Linked DNA regions of Mus musculus: region 1 is linked to region 2. Evidence: chromatin contacts called from public HiChIP or PLAC-seq data. All regions are on one chromosome and are shown on one strand. The core of a region is the stretch at or near the end of the contact, and the rest is flanking DNA. Distances in the headings are between cores, read along the strand shown.

Region 1 (5,434 bases), core at 2,840-5,339, 200 kb after region 2:
CTTGGAGCTTGTCTGTTCCAGAAGAGAAAGAAAAATATCAGAGGCATCAACATGAAGGCTTGCTTCTGCCAGCAAGAGATTAGCCTGAGGTGTTCTAGGACAAAGGGGAAGAGAGGCAGAACAGGAGGAGGGGTGGGTAGGAGTGTTATCAGTTTATTCCAGCCCCTGGCTTGGCACTGACCTATCAGTGTCTATATTGGTGCTTCACACACAGTGTTTCATGTTTAATTACCACTTGCTTACAGCATCTGTAATCAGCATCCGTGATCCTGCCTTTCATGAGAGAGCTGAGGTAGTGACTATAAGTCCCATCCCTCTGTTCTTCGCCGTAGCTGTGGAGATCACACTTTTGAACCTTGTATTTGTTACCACCTGGCTTTTAAAAGATCCCTCCCCTTCCCAGCACTAGTGGCAAATCCAGTTATATTAACTTATTTTTTGAGATGGGGTCTGTCCCTGTTTTTATTTTTTTTTTATTTTTTATTTTTTTGGTTTTTCAAGACAGGGTTTCTCTGTATAGCCCTGGCTATCCTGGAACTCACTCTGTAGACCAGGCTGGCCTCGAACTCAGAAATCCACCTGCCTCTGCCTCCCGAGTGCTGGGATTAAAGGCATGGGCCACCACGCCCGGCTCCTGTTTTTATTTTTTAGGTTGGTTCCCAACTCATGATTCTCCTACCTTAGCCTCTGGAATGATAAGTGTGTCGCCACACACTGCCACACATGTTTTAAACACATGCCTCCCATGTGTGAGGAAAGGTCAAGCCAACATCCTACCTGATTTATTTTAAGAAATCCATTGACAATTCAATGTACACATATGCTGGACCTTTGTCATCTGTGACCCCTCCTTTCCCTCTTTCTCTCACAGAAACCCTTCTTTTGGCCAACATGCCTCTTCCTACCTTGATGCCCCTTTTATGTTTTTACCCACTGAGTTTAGTTAGGGTCGTTCAGGGTGGGTTGATGTGTGGTTTATTTCTTGGAGATAACTTAGTATGAAGCAAAAGGATGGATGCCTTCTGGGCTCTAGGTTCAGGTGGGAGGGTTGGTGAGTAAAAGATGAGATGCTGACAACTTCATGACCATGGGCGGGAACTATTTACTGAAACATGAAGTTAGGAGTAACCATACCATGAAAGTAATTGACTCCCTTCCACAGCCAGCGCCACCACTGCCCACAGACCCACAGGGAGCGGTGGTAGCATCCAAAATGGTGCATCTTTCCCCTGTAGTGAAGGTGATATTTTTCCCTAATTAATTAATTAATTAACTAATTAACTTAGTCGGGGGACACCCAAAGTCCCATGCCAACTTCCCAGTAATTAATCAATCAATCAACAAATTAACAAATTTGTTAATTAATTAGTTAATTTGGGTGTCGTTCACCCCTCCCTTTCTTCTTTGAGAGGTTGGAGGCTCCCTGGGTATCCCCACCACAACACATCAAGTCTATGCGGGGTTAGGCACACCACCCTCTTCCACTGCAGCCAGATAAGGCAGTCCAGCTAGAAGAACATATTCCACAGGCAGGCAGCAGCTTCTTCTTCTTCTTCTTCTTCTTCTTCTTCTTCTTCTTCTTCTTCTTCTTCTTCTTCTCCTTCTCCTTCTCCTTCTCCTTCTCCTTCTCCTTCTCCTTCTCCTTCTCCTTCTCCTTCTCCTTCTCCTTCTCCTTCTCCTTCTCCTTCTCCTTCTCCTTCTCCTTCTCCTTCTCCTTCTCCTTCTCCTTCTCCTTCTCCTTCTCCTTCTCCTTCTCCTTCTCCTTCTCCTTCTCCTTCTCCTTCTCCTTCTCCTTCTTCTTCTTCTTCTTCTTCTTCTTCTTCTTCTTCTTCTTCTTCTTCTTCTTCTTCTTCTTCTTTGAGACAGGGTTTCTCTGTGTAGCCTTGGCTGTCCTGAAACTCACTTTGTAGACCAGGCTGGCCTTGAACTCAGAGATCCGCCTGCCTCTGCCTCCCAAGTGCTGGGATTAAAGGCGTGGGCCACCATGCCCGGATGGCAGCAGCTTTTGAGACAGCCCCTGCTCCAGTTGTTTGGGACCCACATGAAGACTGAGTGACACCTCTGCTATATATGTGCAGGGAGGCCTAGGTCCAGCCTGTGCATGCTTTTTGGTTGGTGGTTCAGTCTCTGAGACCCCTCAAGGGTCTAGGTTAGTTGACTTTGTCTTCTTCCTGTGGAGTTCCTATCCCCTTTGGGGCCCTCAATCCTTCCCCCAACTTTGCTAAAAAACTCTCTACCTCCATCCAATGTTTGGCTGTGGGTCTCTGCATCTGTTTTAGTCAACTGCTGGGTGGAGTTTCTCAGATGACAGTTAAGATAGTCTCTTGTCTGCAAGCATAACACAGTATCATTAATAGTGTCAGGGATTGGTGTTTGCCCAAGGGATGGGTGTCAAGTTCGGATAGTTATTGGTTGGCCATTCCCTCAGTCTCTGCTCCATTTTAGTGACAGTGATCTTAATGTTACAATCACACAGGGCTCTTAGGGTCTAGGAAATGTGCAGTTGGAAGGAAATCAGAGCTTATACCAACTCTGATGCGATGGCCTGGTTGCCTTTCTAACTATATATTTTGAACAATAAAGAATCCCACGCTGGGCTGTTTAGCAGTAGTAGTGGCAGGATCAAAGAGTGGGGCTGCATTCCTGACACCCGTGTGCATTATTGGTGCTCAAAAAGATTGTAGGATCCTCTGGAAACGAGTTACACATTGTGAGCACCAAGTGGGTGCTGGAAACAGAACCCAGGGCCTCTGAAAGAATAGCAAATGCTTTTAAACATCAAGCTATCTTTCCAGCTCCCACCCTAATTGAGTTTTAAGATCATTGGAGGGGTTGTAATGGTTTATATAAGAGGTAGAATCTGATCAGATTCCCAAAGACTCTCCGGAGAGAGAATAAGGGAGAAAAGAAGCTGTTCCTGGGGAGCCATGAGGGGCAGATGAGGAAGGAGCAGGTCCAGGTGAACAAGAACATGATGTAATGGTGAATAAGAACATGATGTAATGGTGAACAAGAACATGATGTAATGGTGAACAAGAACATGATGCAATGGAGAAGAGGTAGATGTTGAATTTTTGGGTCATGGGGAGGAACTGGTCTGGCTGAAACCAAGAACAGAAAGAATAGAAACGGTCCACCTGAACCAGCAAGTAGAGTTCTCTGGTGCCTTTGCTTTCTGTTGTTACTACAACAAGCAAGAGGTCTTTTATAAAGTAAGAAGGTGTATGGGCCTAGAATGACGGCTCATGGGTTAAGAATGCTTGCTGCTCTTCCAGAGGATCCAGATTGACTCCCTGTGTCCGTATAGGACAGCTAACAACTGCCCGTAGCTTCAGCTCCAGAGGATCTGACATTTTCCTCTGACTTTTGGGAGTACCCACACACATGTGGCACACACACACACACACACACACACACACACACACACACACACACACTACAGTTACACAAATACAGACACACACACACACATGACAATTAAAAGGTAGTAGGTTTATTGAGTTTATAATCATGGCCATCATGGCCCATCTAAGATCATGCACTCCTCTGGTCCGACCTCTGGTGAGGAACCCTCTGCATGTGTCACAGCACAGTGATTGGAAAGGAGAGAAGAGAATCTGTCACATGCAGAAGGGGTTAACCATGTGGGGTGGCCTTGGTCTGTAACAATCAATTCTCTAAGCATCCAGCCCTCTCTGCTTGCCCAGTGTTAAGGTATTCTGTGGATCTGCCCTGAAGACCCAATGCCTCTCACTAGGCTCCAGCACTTGAAGGCTTAACCACCTCTCAACACAACCACTTTGGGGACTAACCTCCAGCATGTGAACACATGGAGGGCACTTAAACCATGTTCAAGGTATAGTACATGGAGCAGGCAAGAAGAGAAGGGCAGCTGGTCCAGACAGGTGGTTCTGGATGCCAAGTGATGGTGATGTCCCAGGAACCCCAGGAGAAACCAGCTTGGTTGTCTTAAGTGTGTTGAGGCTGAGCCAACAGCCTGACTCAAGTGCAGCGTCATGAGATCTAGCTCAATTCCAAACTGCTTGTTTTTGCTCATGTGCTTGTGGGCCTGGGTTTTCTGATATGCAATCTGGAATGTTCTCAGGAAGTTTCAGCTGTGACTCAAGAAACCGACAGCTACTCTTCCAGGAGGCTGTGTTGCTGAATGTGATCATGTAGGCTTTTTATCAAGCATACATTACTGAGAATGATTTTGTAAGCATGATGAAATTCTGTTGGTCAGGAGTCGAGAAACAAGCCTAAGCTTTGGCTTCCAGCCACTGCCAACATTTGCACTAAAAACATTCAACTAAAAATATTTGCCTTTCTAAGGCTTTACGTCCTTCTGAAACTCAAGTACCATTTTATTAGGATTTGAGAGGCAAACACCAAAGCACACAAGTTGTGAATCTTGGCAGCTGCCAGAGGAGGAAGTCGGCGATGAGGAGGAGGGGACTCCGTGCTGTTTGTAGGCTGCCACACAGTGAGAGAGTGTGTGAAGGAGGCATAGCTTCAGAGGAGAGGAGAACAGGCGCAGAGTCAAGGAAAGCAGACCCAGCATTTGGTAGAGATCCAGAAGAAAAAGATAAGAAAGATAAGAAAGAGTGATGACTTCTCTGAGGGAGGGCTGGAAAAGCTGCTGATGGAAGTTCTGCATGTGGCTACATGAAGGGCAGGGCTTCTGGGAAAGATAAACACACTCTCAGCAAAGGGATGAGTATTCCTATCATCTCTTATGGTTTAGGTGAGTCAGTCTTCCCAGGGCTTGGCTAGGTGATCAATAGCCAGCTTAATTAACTCTTAAGAGAGGAGTCAAATCTTTGGAGCAGGCAAGAATATCATGTTTCCACTCACGACTAGAGAGAGGAGAGAGGAGGGAGGGGGTAGGAGGGAAGAGGGAGAAGGGAGGAAGGAGCCTATTCTAAACTGCTTTTAAGGCTCCTTAACATTATCTTCTCAAGAATGGGAACTCTCATATAATTTCCAAAACGGCTGCAATTTGGTGATAGATCATTTCCGAAGCTGTTCAGTGGGAACGCGTGTCTGGACTTAGGTTTCAGTCACACGTAATTCCAGATAGAAGTGCTTCTTTTGAAAACATAAGAAGAAACTGTGCGGTGGTGGTGGAGAGCTGGCTCAGCAGCACTGGCCGTTCCTCTCAGGTCCTGGTTTTGATTCTCAGGAACCAAATAAACTGCTCATAACCACCTGCAACTCCAGTTGCAGGGTATTCGATGCCCTCTTCTGTCCTCTGTGAGTACTGCATGCATGTGGCGCGCGCGCGCGCGCGCGTGCACACACACACACACACACACACACACACACACACACACACGAAGACAAAGCACCCACACATGCAAAATAAGCAAAATCAAAGAATGAGGAGGAGGAGGAATGGGAGGAGGAGGAGGAAAGGGAGGAGGAGGAAGAGGAG
Region 2 (5,933 bases), core at 1,922-4,421:
AAAAAAAATCCTTAAAAAACAACAACAACAACAAAAAACCTAGAGCAAGCCAGGTGGTAGTGATCCCACCTTTAGTGCCAGCACTCAGAAGGCAGAGAGACAGGTGTATTCTTAAGTTCGAGGCCAGCCTGGTCTACATACAGAGTGAGTTCTGGGACAGCCTGTCTCAAGGAAGCAAACAAACAACACCAAAAGCTTTATAGAAATTCAGTTTCGCCGGGCATGCCTTTAATCCCAGCACTCGGGAGGCAGAGGCAGGCGAATTTCTGAGTTCGAGGCCAGCCTGGTCTACAAAGTGAGCTCCAGGAAAACCAGGGCTATACAGAGAAACCCTGTCTCGAAAAAACCAAACCAAACCAAACCAACCAAACAACAACAACAAACAAACAAACAAACAAAAAAACCAAAAAAAAAAAAAAAGGGAAAAGAAATACAGTTTCTTGTAGTAATTGTAGTACTGAATTCCCAGGGTGGAATTTAACAATTGTTTGGAGGGAGAGTTTGGAAGGCAAGTGGAAAGGGCTGGTCAGAGGAGGCACTGTTCATTTATGTAACTGATACTGGACACCTGCTTCAAGCAAGATGGCATTTTTAGGAGTTAAAGCTCCCTGGGTGGTAGAAAGTATCTCACATAGCCCAGGCTAGCCTCAAACTCACTATGTCTCCAAGGAGGACCTGGAACTTCTAATCACCCTTGCCTGTGCCTCCCAGGTGTTGGGATCGAAAGTGTGAGCCCTCTTGCCTGGCTATGACTGGGTCTGAGGACTAGAGAGGAAGCCCATGTGGCTGTCAGGGTGGGCGAGGGAGGACACTGAGGAAAGCCAGATAGACTCATGGTGATAACAGGCATTTGACGTAAACAGGAGGAAGGAGTGAGTAGCTATGGCCTCCAAAGGCTTCCATCTGTCCTGTTTGTGCCATTCAGGAGCACCGGCCCTAGCCCCATATTCAGTAGAGGTTTGGTAAATATGTGTCCTACAAATAGGACGTGCAGGCACATGTTGGACTGTGAATTACTCCTGTGTGTTCTGTGGGGATGTGACAGGACTTATTACGTCCTCCCCGAGAGTGCTCATGGGACTGTTGCTAGCCCTGCACTGGCTCTCAAGTGCCTGCCCAGTGGGAGGTGCTTCACTGGCAGCCTGGATGGTTGTAGTGTCACTATTGTCATCACAGGCGTCCTGGAGAGCCTGAGCTGGACAGGAGGCTGAGGGCAGCCGAGGGCTGGAGCGGGCTGCAGGGTTGTCCCTGCTTCTGACCTTTGTTCCTCCTGCCTGCAGCTCCACAGAGAAGAACTGCTGTGTGCGGCAGCTGTACATTGACTTTAGGAAGGACCTGGGTTGGAAGTGGATCCACGAGCCCAAGGGCTACCATGCCAACTTCTGTCTGGGACCCTGCCCCTATATTTGGAGCCTGGACACACAGTACAGCAAGGTGGGTCTGGCTCATGGGACAGGCTGGAGCAGAGGCTGGGGTGGTAGGGAGAGAATGGGAAGCTTAGAGCAGTGGGGAGTCAGCGGGATAGGGTGACAGAGAAACGGAGAAGAGCAGGGGGGGGGTGCAGAGCAGAGCTGGAGAGATGGAAAGAAACAGATTGGGTGAGAAAGGCAAGAGAGCTAGTGATGTGGAGAGATACAGAAAAGGAGGTGGGGAGAATTGGAGATGGGAGAGTAAGTGACTGAGGCAGACAGGAAGAGGAGATAGGATGAAGAGAGAGAGAGAGAGAGGAAGAGAGAGAGAGAGAGAGGCCGAGATGGGGACAGATGAGGGACAGAGAACAATAGGGAGAGACATATATAGAAATAGACTGGGAGAGATAGGGAAACAGAGATGGAAGTTGAGGAGGCTCAGAGATAAGAGACAGAAATGTAGAGATCCTGGTGGGGAGAGAGATAGGGGGAGCCCCTGTACTCTGGCAGTGACCCCGGCCCACCCGCAGGTCCTTGCCCTCTACAACCAACACAACCCGGGCGCTTCGGCGTCACCGTGCTGCGTGCCGCAGGCTTTGGAGCCACTGCCCATCGTCTACTACGTGGGTCGCAAGCCCAAGGTGGAGCAGTTGTCCAACATGATTGTGCGCTCCTGCAAGTGCAGCTGAAGCCCCGCCCCGCCCCGCCCCTCCCGGCAGGCCCGGCCCCGCCCCCGCCCCGCCCGCAGCGCCCGGGGCTGTATTTAAGGACACCTGCACCCCCCCTCAAGCCCACCTGGGGGGCCCATTAAAGGTGACAGAGGACTGGTGGTCTCCGTGTCATTGGCCGCCGGATTGCGTCTCCCTCTTAGCTGACGCCCCTACCACATCTTGTCCCTTTCTGTGCAATCGCCTCCAGCACTCCCTAAGGAACGCCGGCTTTGATCCCAGAATTCCAGGGGGCGACGCTGAGGCCCAGGGAAAACCCTATTAGACTCAGGTATCATCTCTTTAGGCACCGTTCACAGTGCTTTATACCTCTGAGCATCCACGAGGCAATCCGGGAGAGCCTGAATTCCTGCTGGGATGAATTCATTTCTTGGATGATGAGTATATGGAAGAGCAAAAAGTGCTGATACAGTGGGTTGTGGTGGCCCCATGTGACAAGTCCCTGCATTCAGGAGACTGAGGCAGGCAGATAGATATAGCTCAGGCTAGCTCAGATATAACCAGGCTACTGGTTCAGAGTTGAGTGTGTGGTACTGAAATGCCTGCAGTGGGAAGGCAAGGGTTAGATAAGGAACTCTGGGGCTTCCGGGTTACATTAGACCCTATCCCAAAAAACCCCCAATTCACAGAATGTGGTGGCACAGGCCTTTAAGACCAGCACTCAGGAGGCTGTAGCAGATTGGTCTCTGAGTTTGAGGCCAGCCTGGTTTACAGAGCAAGTTCTGGATACACAGGACTACACATAGAAGAAACGGTCTCCAAAATACCAAAACACCAAATCAGTAGTTGGTGTTGGTGCTGACTATGTCACTGGGTGAAAGGAGCCTAGGGGGAGGGGGAGCCACAAGAAGGAAGTGGAATCAGGGAGTGTGTGTGTGTGTGTGTGTGTGTGTGTGTGTGAGAGAGAGAGAGAGAGAGAGAGAGATTCTTGGAAGACCGGAAGTGACAAGTGACAGCCATCTTGGGGTGTGCCACTGTGTGAGGAAAGAGAGCAACGTGACTGGAAGAGTCTAAGGGAAGGGTGTTGGGCGCTGAGTCAGATCCAAGTCAGCACAAGCCAGGGAATGACAACTCTCCTACATGTCAGGTGTGTGGCTGTCCTTGATCACAGCTTTCTTCCCACAGCCTGACAGAGCAGGGGCTGGCCAAGGTTGGCCCCAAGCCTCCTGCAGCCTGCAGCCTGCAGCCTGTTTCTGTAAATAAGTCCCGCTGGCTCACGGCCACACTCGCTGCTTCCTCCACATACTGTTTGGAGCCATGTACTGTTTCTGCAGCCTCGTATGCAGGGCCAGCAATATCACCTGGTCCTTCTGGAAAACCTGTGAAGATGGGTGTGGTCTGAACAGGCTGCCTGTAATTTGAACAGGAGGCAGAGGCAGGAGTATCATCACCACAAGTTCAAAGCCAGCCTGATCTACATAGCCCCCAGCCAAGCAGAGCTAAGTATATGGAAAACCCCTCAGTCCTTCCCACTCTCTCCAAAAGCTTGCTTATCCTTTTTGGGGGATCGTGTGCTCTTTACAGGAGGAAGTATTTACACACACGGAAGGTGGTTACTTCCTAAATCCACAGAACTTAGTTAGTTTAGCATCTGCACATGGATCTAAGACTGCTTTCTTGATCATATCTTGATCAGGAGTATGGGACCCCAAAAGAACTTGGGGGACACATAGCCTTACCAGATGAGCTAAAAAGCTGTATCCGAGGCCTCCATTTCTGGTAAATCACTGCGAGTTAAGTGAATGGTGAGGAACTCTGTCCTCAGTCACCCTGCCTCCTCCCTTCCTGGGGTTGAGAGAGAGAGAGAGAGAGAGAGAGAGAGAGAGAGTGCACATGCATGAGCGTATATGCATGCATGTGTCCTCAGGAAGATAAGTTACCCAGGCAAGAAAGACCGGCTGCCTGAGCCTAGCGAGTCCTGTGTTTCATCTCTTCCCATCTGCTGGGGGGAGCTTGTGAATTCTCTCCTGCTTCCTCTTTCTCAAGCCCGTTTCCTCCTTTCTCCTGTGTTTCACTTCCCCTACCCTCTGCCTTTCTCAGGCCCCCAGGGCTCCTAAACTTGCTTTCCACTCAGGGAGTGTCTGGGAGGGAGGGAGGGAGGGAGGCAGGGTGACTGAGGGCAGAGTTCCTTTGGTTTGAGGTTGACAGCACTGAGCCTGGAAGAGTGGGTCAGAGGCCTCCTAGTCTCGTCCCATCAGGGGCTGAGAGCCTCTGAGGAACAGGTTGGGGTTTGGGGCAGGACAAGAACATTTGTCATTGCCACTAGCTCTGGCCTGGCAGATACACAAACACGCAAGCAAGAACACAATCAGGATTGTAGTCATTCAAGGATTGCTGAATAGCCCCACTACCCCCAGCAGAAGCCAAAGTATGGACAGGGTCCCACAACTACACCAACACATTCACCTCTCAAGACTAGTGACATAGATTCTGACACCTGGCAGTCGACACAGACCACACATACAGACTATAAACAGTCCAGCCCTGGGCCCTCACAGGACATGACACAAGTAGAAAGTTTGATAGAAAAGGCCATCACATAAATATACATTATAGGGCCAAGCTTGCACCACATGCCAGACAGATTCACAGTGTCAAACACACCAGACACACATCACAGCATCAGAGCCCAGCTGGGAAACAGACTACTCCCCCCGGCAGTTACACAAACATCCTCCACGGGGTCATGGTCATTGCGTGACCCGCTGCAAACCCACTCATACCACACACGCCGGGGTTTCATACACGTCACAGTCCCAGCCAGACTACCAGTAGGTCACAGCTACTGTCTGACACTCTTCACACACACCCACTTGCCTGGGGAGTCCCAAGTGGCCCCACAGACCCAGACACAGTCACACCCAGGATCCCAGACTAGTAGCTCCCACGCACCCAGACACACCCCCAGGATTGCCGAGCCCTTATACCAGGCCTTCATTCCCAGAGCCTGCGGATATGACAACTGCTGGCTGTGCCCCATGTCCTGCCCACTGGTGACATAGCCCACCCACCTGCCTGTTGCTCCTAGGCAGGCCTGGTTGCTGGCAGGCCTGGGGGAGGGTAAATTGCAGGCTCAGCATCTCTGCTGCCCTGGCACTTGGGCTCGATGGGTGGCCTGACCCAGCACAGGACACATCCCTCCTACCCACCAGCATCTACCTCACACAGGACAGACAGGATACAGGGTTAGGCAGCTGGGGCACGGGGGAACTTGTGGGAGGGAGTCTGGGTTCCGCCTGGAGCCCTAGCTTCCCGTCCAACTTCCAGGGCAGGAAGCAGCCAAGGAGGCCTGCACAGGCCTTCCTGTCCCGTCCTGGACCTGCTGGGTGAGCGAGGGTGGGTAGGGTGGGAGAGGCAGGAACAAAATTTCCCCTGAAGCCTAATCTCCAGGCGCACACAGTACCAATGTGTTTTGTTTCCAGTGTGACCTTCTAGGTGTTCAGAGCAGCCCGTTCTTCCCCTCAACCCACCCCCACTGATCCCTGAGGGCTTTTGGCCTGCCTGGCTTTGTCAGTTTGGGGTGTGTGTTCAGCTCTGTGTTTGTGGCTAGCAGTGCCACATTTCTGCTGAGTGTCTGCCGCTTCACATTTCGCCTGGGCAAGCTGGAGCTCTTTCTGTGGGTTCCCGCTAGCCCTGTTTGCTATACCAGCGGGTTGCATATCTGGGATGAGTTTTGAGTCTAATTTGTTTTCTCCTGTAGAATCTTCACAGGTCCCCTGGGTATAAATTTTTGCAGTTAGTGTTGGTTTTACCTGAAACTGAGGTGTTTTATACATTTTTGTGGGTCTGTGAGTTT

The links. HiChIP or PLAC-seq counts read pairs in DNA pulled down with a chosen protein or histone mark.
Region 1: a FOXA1 HiChIP or PLAC-seq map of pancreatic cancer cells shows a contact between it and region 2. The contact joins two enhancer-like sites. A contact is called at or near these places in 1 of 39 promoter capture datasets (stem cell-derived epiblast-like cells), 1 of 484 Hi-C or Micro-C datasets (embryonic stem cells), 2 of 115 datasets of contacts at active chromatin or transcription factors (extraembryonic endoderm stem cells and pancreatic cancer cells) and 1 of 9 other capture datasets (pancreatic islet).

Annotation. Positions count from the first base shown.
Region 1 is chr7:25,898,117-25,903,550 of GRCm38.p6, forward strand. All of the region lies in intron 1 of Cyp2b10 (cytochrome P450, family 2, subfamily b, polypeptide 10), which reads left to right. Among named protein-coding and RNA genes, the nearest start is that of Cyp2b10, 3.2 kb to the left of the region's middle. Within about 2 kb of position 4,090, at least 38 of the 459 cell types and tissues checked have an H3K27ac peak or open chromatin away from gene starts, as enhancers often do. A contact at or near this core is called in pancreatic cancer cells, where this site is marked.
Region 2 is chr7:25,702,845-25,708,777 of GRCm38.p6, forward strand. Tgfb1 (transforming growth factor, beta 1) reads left to right here. Exons shown (of 7, transcript NM_011577.2): 6 at 1,281-1,434; 7 at 1,940-2,233. The coding sequence ends at 2,098. Among named protein-coding and RNA genes, the nearest start is that of Ccdc97, 13 kb to the right of the region's middle. Within about 2 kb of position 3,172, at least 143 of the 459 cell types and tissues checked have an H3K27ac peak or open chromatin away from gene starts, as enhancers often do. A contact at or near this core is called in pancreatic cancer cells, where this site is marked.